Linked DNA regions of Mus musculus: regions 2 and 3 are each linked to region 1. Evidence: chromatin contacts called from public ChIA-PET and Micro-C data. All regions are on one chromosome and are shown on one strand. Each heading gives the region's core, a stretch centred on a gene start, on an enhancer-like site or on the middle of the called end of the contact. The rest is flanking DNA. Distances are from core to core; before and after follow the strand shown. Region 1 holds the start of Mgat5 (mannoside acetylglucosaminyltransferase 5). Region 2 overlaps Ccnt2 (cyclin T2). Region 3 holds the start of R3hdm1 (R3H domain containing 1).

Region 1 (2,700 bases), core at 89-2,588:
GAGTGGCTCTGGAAAGCAGAACCCTGGTGCCCGTCACAGGCCAGGCAGAGGCCGAGGGACGAGAAAGGGTGAACAAGAGGGTACAGAGATTCCCCACTCGCACACCCCCTACCCCCAATTTAGCGAGCTGCGGCCCCAAAGGGGACCAAAGAGGCTGGCCTGGCGACTCGGCAGGAAGTTCCCAGGACCGCACTGAGCATGCTCTGGGGGAGTGTGTACGCGGGTGTCGCCCTTACATCCCGCAGCCTCTGCCATCTCCCAGTCGTGGGTGCACGCCGGCAGGATCGCGGCCGGGGCGGGCTGTCCCTAAGGCTCTCTAGGTTACGAAGGGTCTTCTTGACCTTTCAGCCTGGAGCTTTGGATCTTTATATCCCTTCTCCCCAGGGACCTGGGGTCCCACTCTTCATTCTTCCTTCCAACTGGCTCAAGGCACATCTCACGCTGAGCTCTCGGATCCCCAGGACCCTAGCCCGGCCCACGCTGGCATCCTGGTTTCTGGTTTCATCGCGGTCCCAGCGTCCAAAATGCCAATCTCAGCTTCTCGCCTCCAGCCCACGCCACCCGAGCCCCTTCTGGACAGTTCCTTGGAAGCCTAAAAGCCTCAGAGGCTAGAGAAGATCTTCGGGGTCCCATGAGAGGGGATGCCTCTGAGCAGGTGGTGGACCCTCCAAGCGGGTCCCTCGGTTGTACTCTGGGGTTCCCACCCCCGTCCCAAATCAAACACGGCCAGAACATCCACCCACGCAGCCCCCGGTGTCAGCGTTGGGCCGGATAAGGGCTGCCTCATCTCCCCTAACATCCCCCACGCGTCCCCCCGCGATCCACAGTCCGTGCATCTCCCCGAAGGGGGATGGCGAGCTTCTGAATCGATCGCTCGACCCTGCAGCAGCTCTTACCTGCTAGTAGGGGAGCAGCAGAAGCACCATCAGTAGCAGTCGGGTTCACTCTCCAGCAGCCTTGCTCCAGGAACAGAGGTCCCAGGCACAGCCAGGAGCGGGGTCAGAGCGCCCCCTGAGACTGAGATGCGGCTACCTGGGCTAGATCGAGCCTGGGGCCGCCGCCGCCACCGCGGGAGCCGCAGGGCTGCCGGGCGAGCGGGCCTCGGCAGGGACGGTCTGAAAACTACCAGCCCTGTCGGGGCCGTGCGCAGCGCGTCCACCTTCCGCCCCTAGACGCAAGCAGGGACGTTCCTCCTGAGTCCAAACGATCAGGACAGAATGGTTAGGAGATCTTTTCGAGGTTTCTGCTACCCTTCCCGGATCGACCTACCCAACTTCTCTCAGCTTCTAGGCTCGCGCCGCTCTCCAAGGCAAAGGGATTCCGGGCCACGGACGTTCCGCAAATTCCCCGCCCACCCCGGCAGAGCGCTCAGCCAATTCGGAACGCCTCGGCTTCTCGGGGATCGTCTGCAAACTCTAGACCCTGTACAGGAGGACTTGAAGCCGCTCCATTCCGCAGCCCAAGGAGAAACAGGCAGAGAGCTAGACCGAGGGAGCTGAGTAAATAATACTCTAGCAAGGTCAGGGGCAGGGTACAATTACTGTTACATACAGTGCATTCTCCAGAGTGATGGTCTCTGGGCCTCCTCAGGACAGGGACCTTTCAGGAGTGAAACCAGTGGGGAGGAGATGGCGGGCTCAACTGTTTAGGGGGTCTTGCCAACTTTTAACAAACGCCCTGAGCTCCATTTTTATACTTTATAGAGTAGATTGGCAAAAACAGTAGGAATTTCTGTCCCGTGTCTTTTTTTTTTTAACTGAACAGATTTGTATTTGTTTATTTTGTGATGGGGGGGGGGGGGGGTGGTGCAGTCTTACCTAACCCAGACTGGCCTCGATGAACTTGCTTTTAACAGAGCATACCCTCGAACTCTGGATCTTCTTGCCTCCATCTCCTGAGTACAGGAATTACAAGCATCACACCCTTGGCTTTGGTGACCCTGAGCAAGTCATTTATCCGGATCCTCTTAGCGGCTCTATTAATGAGGGCAATAACGGCTGCTCCATGACATTATTGTGAAAATGTAATGAAATATTTGTAAAGGGTTTGGCAGTGACTGGTACACAGTAGGCACACAATTTTTCTAATGTGCTTCTTTTTCTCTGCTCAGTCTGCGTTTTATGAGCAGCCTGGACAGCTTAACACCGTACTCTTGTAAATTCAAACAGAAATAAAACACATCTCCTGCCCTGAGGGCACCACAATGAAACACTGACTAGCAAGCAATATTCAATCGGCCACCCTCCAGGGAGCTGGCCGTGCATTTACATCACGGAGCATTATAGATCCTGGTTAAGTGTTGTCTGGAATGGAAGGAGGGTGGACTGATGGATTACCCGGGGTGTAAATGACAGGAAGTTCTGCTCCTGTGAGCCATCGCTATATCCAGTTACAGTAGAAGGGTTTATCCTGCAGAATTTCTTCAACCTTGTTTCACAGCTCCGTTCTTAGGCTAATTTCACCCTAACTTGCCCCCCTCCACATCCCCGGCAGAATTATTTTAAACCTGGGGATTATAGAATTTTGGATTTTTTTTTTTAACACTAGAAACAATTTAGTTCCTCTTCTGCGTTTTGTGAAGTAGCCCTCTCGGCTACACAGCCAGTGAGTAAGAGCTCTTGACACCCAGGTCCTTCATAGAACACACCTGTGGTGTTGTCTCCTGCTTGGAGCACCCTGGGAATGTACACAAATGAAATC
Region 2 (2,700 bases), core at 5-2,504, 590 kb before region 1:
TACAACATCAAAGATTTGTACACAAAAAGTAAATTTTACTTACTACTTACAAATATCACAAGAGCGCCATCATTTTCTATACTACTGAAAATCTTCAACAACATTCACTCAAATGTTTCTTGCTATCCCCCATAGATCTGAGAAACAAGCCGATTTGCTTTTAGCTAGCCAGTTACAAGGGCTAAACTTGTTACTAAGTTAAGCATCTAGTCAGCTAAAAGTTGAAATAAAGCATTCTCCTGGATTAAAAAAAAAAAAAAAAACAACAAAAAAACAAACAACAAAAAACAAAAAGAAGAAGAAGAAAAAGATTTTTGAAGTCTAATACCAAATATGAAGAGTAGCCCGCCAAACTTAATCCTGTCATTATATTTAGGCTGGCTTAAATATTTCCTTCAAAATTGAGCAAAACAACCCCCACCCCAAACTTCTAAGAACATAATCTCAGTTCTTTATCATGTTATTATATATTGTTATTAGATATTAACAGAGTATAGGAAACTCCACTGTACTAATTTTTTAACTTATCGACTCCATTAGAGATAAAACCTAGAAAGAGGATTATTCTAGGAGGAGTGCTTCCGACACTGGTCCCCAACAGGAAAGCAGTTTTTAACTAGTTCCATAAGATACTAAACGGTTTCCCTTCCCCTACCCCATGCTCTTCCCACAGAGACCTGACCAGCCCCCACCCCTTCTGATCAAAAATCACTAGCCTGGCAGCCCCAAGCCCCACCCTCAAGGCCCCAAACTCTTTCCCCTCCTAGTTTTCACTCTTGGCACCTGTGATCCCTGCTGCCCCATGTGATCATCAAGGGAAGGTTTAACAAAAGGGATTGGGTCTGGCAGAGCTGTGCTAAGGAAGACTGTCAGAGCACCAGAGGTCTTGGAGGCAGTGTGACTTAAGTATGGTATTCTTTCCTGGTGGGGAGGGAAGGAGAGATCAGAGTGAAAGGTCCCTGGTAAAATGACATCAGTCAATTGTGCAGCAAAGTAGCAACTGTCTCATCTGGAGTGGGAAGTGAGGGTTTCGCACAAATCATATCTACCCACCACCACCACCCAACCAAAACCTCCATACAATAATAAAAACTCAATTGTGGTATCATGTTTCCTAAGGAACGTATCTAAATTCAATACAGGAAGGAATGTAAAGTGTTCTTGTTAGTTCAAAGTTGTAACAGAGCAAAGAGAACAAAGACAGTGAAGATAAAAGAAAATCTTTAAAGGGAGGAAGTACAGCCACCTCAAAGCTGAGTCAGAGGAACGAATGAAGGAACAAACACACATGCATGCGCACACACACACACACACATACACACACACACACACACACAGTATCCTGCACTCAAGGTTCAGGATATCAGACTTTAATAGAACATCAAAACAAAACTAACAAACAAAAAACCCCAAAACTTTGTGGGAATACATCAAATCTGTAAAGTATCTGTTTAAAATCCAGCCTTATTTAAAGGCAGTACCTTAGTAAGTAATATCTTTGTTAAACACACACTAATGTCTTTCTTCATTGTTCTTTAGGCTCTTGATTTAGAGCAAATTATGTGGTTTGCTAACTTGCACAGACTGGTTTACTCTTTGAAGCTTTCAATAAGACCAGCCCATATGCTTTTCTTTCAATGAGACCAGCCTATATGCTTTTCTTTCAATGAGACCAGCCTATATGCTTTTCTTTCAATGAGACCAGCCTATATGCTTTTCTTAACACGTACAGCTAATTGCTATTTGATTTGATACTTTACTGTAACTAGGGAAGCAACTGTGCTACAAAGTATATTTATATGCTTGTGAAGAATAGGAACCATAATTAAAATATTGTATTTTGCAAAGTGATTCTCTGGTAATGTGTGTTCCTAGTCTTAGAACTCTACTTTGTTAGCAAAGATGCTGGCTTGAAGCCTCTGGGCTTGCTTTCCAAAGCTGTTTTTTTTTTTTTTTTTTTTTTTTTTCAAAATAAAATGCTATCTAGAAGTAAAATGAATTCAATTTAGAATGACTGAGACTGTTAAGATAAATACTAAGTATGTGATCTCTCTCTCTCTCTCTCCAAAACCCCTGTGAGAGACCAAAACCACTGATTTTTGTTTTCAAAAGGACCAAAAGCACAGAAGCAGATCCCAGAAGCTGCGATGCACCATAAGCAATCCAGATGGGAACTAGAAAAGCAACACTGGCAGCCCGTGGGAAGGGCTCTTGCTCATAGAAGGTCTAACGGCATGAGAGTTGTTAGTTTTCTCCATTACCACACAAATGCAACCAAATGTACTTGGAAAAAACAGACAGAAGTAGATGACTAAGATACTGAACACTATTTCAAAATGACATTTGCACTTTTTAATAAAACCCAACATAAGGCTAGAATCCACAATATCCATACCAGTCCTAGAGGAAAGAAAGCACACCACTCATCCCAGATGGTTGAGGGACCACTCACCTCTTACTAACTGGGTGCATTTCACCACATCTGTGTGTGGGTGTTCAATGGTGATCTCAAAACCTGAAATGAAAAGCACTTTTTTTCCCAACTACTTACCACTACAGTACTTGCCTGAGCAATGCGGCTCGCCATACAATCATAAATGTCTACTACACTCGTCAGTATTAAGAGGATTCCAAAGCCAACATTAAAGCTTCTTATTGCTGACATATGTATTACCCTCCAGAATAAACAGTAACTAGTTT
Region 3 (2,700 bases), core at 39-2,538, 900 kb before region 1:
TTAGCTGGGCGATGGGGGGCCACACCTTTGATCCCAGCTCTTGGGAGGCAGAGACAGGTGGATTCTGTGAGCTCAAGGCCAGCCTGGTCTACATTGTGAGTACCAGGACAGCCAGGGCTACACAGAGAGACCCTGTCCAGGGAAAAAATCTAAAATAAAGGGGAGTATGGTATGAGATTCTTTAACGTGACCCAGCCAAACTATAACCTTAGGAGTGGGATATGTGTGTTTGTGTGTATTCATTCATGCTAGAAATTCTATTTTTACCTCTTCAGAAATGCACCTTATTATTTAGTAAGCAGCACTGCTTTGGAAGATACCTCTTCACCTCTAACTAGTTTAGGGGACTTGCTCTCTCAGGACCCAATTCACAGAAGTCACAACAGCCAAACCCAATTTTGTTTCTCCTTAAAAGCAACTTCAGACAACAGTGACAATCTCTGGTACATAACCACAAGAAGAAAAAAAAAAAAACTTCTAATATACAGGGATGGAAAGGGGGGAGGGGGATTTACATCATAACGTCCCCCGTAGGTTCGTCCATCAACGACCAAGGCTCTGACAGTCATTCAACTTTCTTGCTAATTTCCCCACTGTGTTTTTTCTAGCAGTACGGGCAGTACGGGCACGACGTGCTGTTTCCCTTTTGGTGTGTGTGACAATTCCCCGGAGCGGGGGTATCAGCCCCGGGCATCTGGTCCAGGCCCCGGAGAACAGTTCCGCGAACGGTCCCTGCTCCAGCCTGGCCTGACTATGTTGCTTTTCCCCTCCGTCCTCCCCGGATCTCCAGGGCTCGCAAGAGCAGCAGCTGCAGCAGGGACGCTCGGGAACCTGTCCCCAGCTCCCCCGCTAGGCCTCAAGGGGTTGGCGCTGCACATGGCCCCCAGCGAAGCGGCGGGCACCGCGCGGTGGAGGCGACTAGAGGGCTCGCCTCAGAACCCGACGGCCCCTGGCGGGCCGGAGGAGAGGGGAGGGACGCCGTCTCCTCAGCGCTTAGCTCCCCGGCTGCCTCACTCTCCCGCTCCGTTAGCGCTACCGGTTGGCGGGCGGGGGAGGGGAGCGAGCGCGTTATTCCCGGGGCGCCGCGGGGGAGGGGACAGCATCTCTTACCCGCGTTACTGAGAAGGAGCAGGAGGAGGTGGCGGGAGCGCGGCACAGCGGGGCGACGGCGGGGCCGGCTGGTTGCAAGGTAGAGTCTCACGGAAGGGAATTAACCCCATCACCAGCCCGGACACCGGCTCCAGCGGCAGCCGCGGCGGCAGAATCCCGCCCCTTCCCACCACGCACTGGCCCCGCCTCTCCGTCGCGTTGACGGAAAGCAGCCTACCTCATACGCTAGGTCAACATTAAGTGACATACAAATTATCCAATCAGCGTTTGAAAACCACTTTCGCTCCACCCCCATTATCACTGCGGGACAGCGGGAGAACGGGACTAAGTCTATCTCCACCCACAAAAGAAAAAGAACCAATCCCGGGCAAGTTGTCGTCCCTGAACGACGTAAGAGTCAACCAATGATAAAGCTAGGAGGACAGCCATTTTGCCCACTTGTGAAAGAGCCACCTTTCCCACGAGTAGAATCCTGAGGTGGGCGAGTTCCGGGCGATTTTAATCACTGGAGATGTGGTAGACAACTCTCTTTCTTCAGGGAATGATTATAGAGCTTTTTAAGGATGAAAGGACAATTTTGTCGTTCATGTGGGAAGATGAGAGGAAGGCTTTAAGGATGTGGCTCCGCCCCTTAGCGGTAACGGGTTCCAGGCTGAACACCTGGTTCCTCCAGTCTTAGTGGTGGAGGCAGGGCTTCTGAGCACTTTGGCTCCTGCGACTACAGTTCCCAAGATGCTTTGAGACCCTGTTTTCCTCATTTTGCTTCCGGTAGTGTTTCATGGGAATTGTAGTTCTTGAGAGGTTACGGTGTAACCTCCTTGTCTAGATGAGTAAGAGGAAATTTTTGAATAATTTGGAGTTGAGAATGAAGTCGCAAGGTTCTAGTCAGGTCTTTTCGCATCGCTAAAGGAAGGAGAATATAACAGGGTTGGGAATTTTCTCAACACATTACAATGTTTTAGAGTGCTGGTATTTGAACTCTTCCAAGTCTAGGTCATCCGTTTAACGTCACTTCCGCTTAGTTGAAGACGCTTGCAAAAAGTTTGGCGGGAGTTGAAGATTATGAAGCTAGTGCTGCATTTTGGCGGACTGTATAGGGCAAGAGATGGGAAATTGACTGCACTTTAATTGCGCTATAAGAAAATAGTGGGTAACAGTCGGGCGTGGTGGCTGATGCCTGTAACAGCTGGAAGCTGAAAGGTCGCCGCGAGTTCATAGCCTGGGCTACAGAGTGAGTTTTAAAACAGCTGGGACTACAGAATTCACCTTGTCTAAAATAACCCCCCCCCCCGCACTGCCCCCTCCCCCTAAAAAAACCCATCCAGAAATATGAAATGGCATGGGTGTAATTCTCGAGCCTGTAATGTAATTTTCTACTTTGCTACTTAGTCTTGCAGAGCCAGTGTTTATCAGATCTGTTCACTCTTGAGTTTGTAGAGGATGCTTTAATTTGCCTTTAGCTACTGTCTGTGAAGCAGCATAGGTTCATGTCCTGGAAGGTATTGGAAATTCTGAACTAATTCCTCCCATTTATACAAATAGTCCCCAGAAGTCAGAAGTTGCCTTTGAACAGGATCTTAAAAAAAAAAA

What was found. A called contact is a pair of places that touch in the nucleus more often than the background predicts. ChIA-PET counts read pairs in DNA pulled down with a chosen protein or histone mark.
Region 2: an RNA polymerase II ChIA-PET map of memory CD8 T cells shows a contact between it and region 1, with 12 read pairs. The contact joins the enhancer-like site here to the promoter of Mgat5 in region 1. A contact is called at or near these places in 5 of 115 datasets of contacts at active chromatin or transcription factors (bone marrow-derived macrophages, double positive thymocytes, embryonic stem cells and 2 more).
Region 3: a Micro-C map of embryonic stem cells shows a contact between it and region 1, with 4 times the contacts expected there. The contact joins the promoter of R3hdm1 here to the promoter of Mgat5 in region 1. A contact is called at or near these places in 1 of 39 promoter capture datasets (the SN4741 cell line), 4 of 484 Hi-C or Micro-C datasets (CD4 T cells, CD8 T cells, embryonic stem cells and 1 more) and 2 of 115 datasets of contacts at active chromatin or transcription factors (craniofacial prominence and thymic regulatory T cells).

What each region holds. Positions count from the first base shown.
Region 1 is chr1:127,203,624-127,206,323 of GRCm38.p6, reverse strand. It overlaps Mgat5 (mannoside acetylglucosaminyltransferase 5), which reads right to left and starts at 1,338. Exons shown (of 18, transcript NM_145128.3): 1 at 897-1,338.
Region 2 is chr1:127,795,070-127,797,769 of GRCm38.p6, reverse strand. Ccnt2 (cyclin T2) reads right to left here. Exons shown (of 9, transcript NM_028399.1): 5 at 2,453-2,515. Among named protein-coding and RNA genes, the nearest start is that of Ccnt2, 22 kb to the right of the region's middle. Within about 2 kb of position 1,254, at least 40 of the 459 cell types and tissues checked have an H3K27ac peak or open chromatin away from gene starts, as enhancers often do. A contact at or near this core is called in bone marrow-derived macrophages, memory CD8 T cells and microglia, where this site is marked.
Region 3 is chr1:128,101,894-128,104,593 of GRCm38.p6, reverse strand. R3hdm1 (R3H domain containing 1) reads right to left here and starts at 1,288. Exons shown (of 27, transcript NM_181750.2): 1 at 1,111-1,288. Zranb3 (zinc finger, RAN-binding domain containing 3) reads left to right here and starts at 2,123. Exons shown (of 21, transcript NM_027678.3): 1 at 2,123-2,341. It also overlaps the pseudogene Gm29383.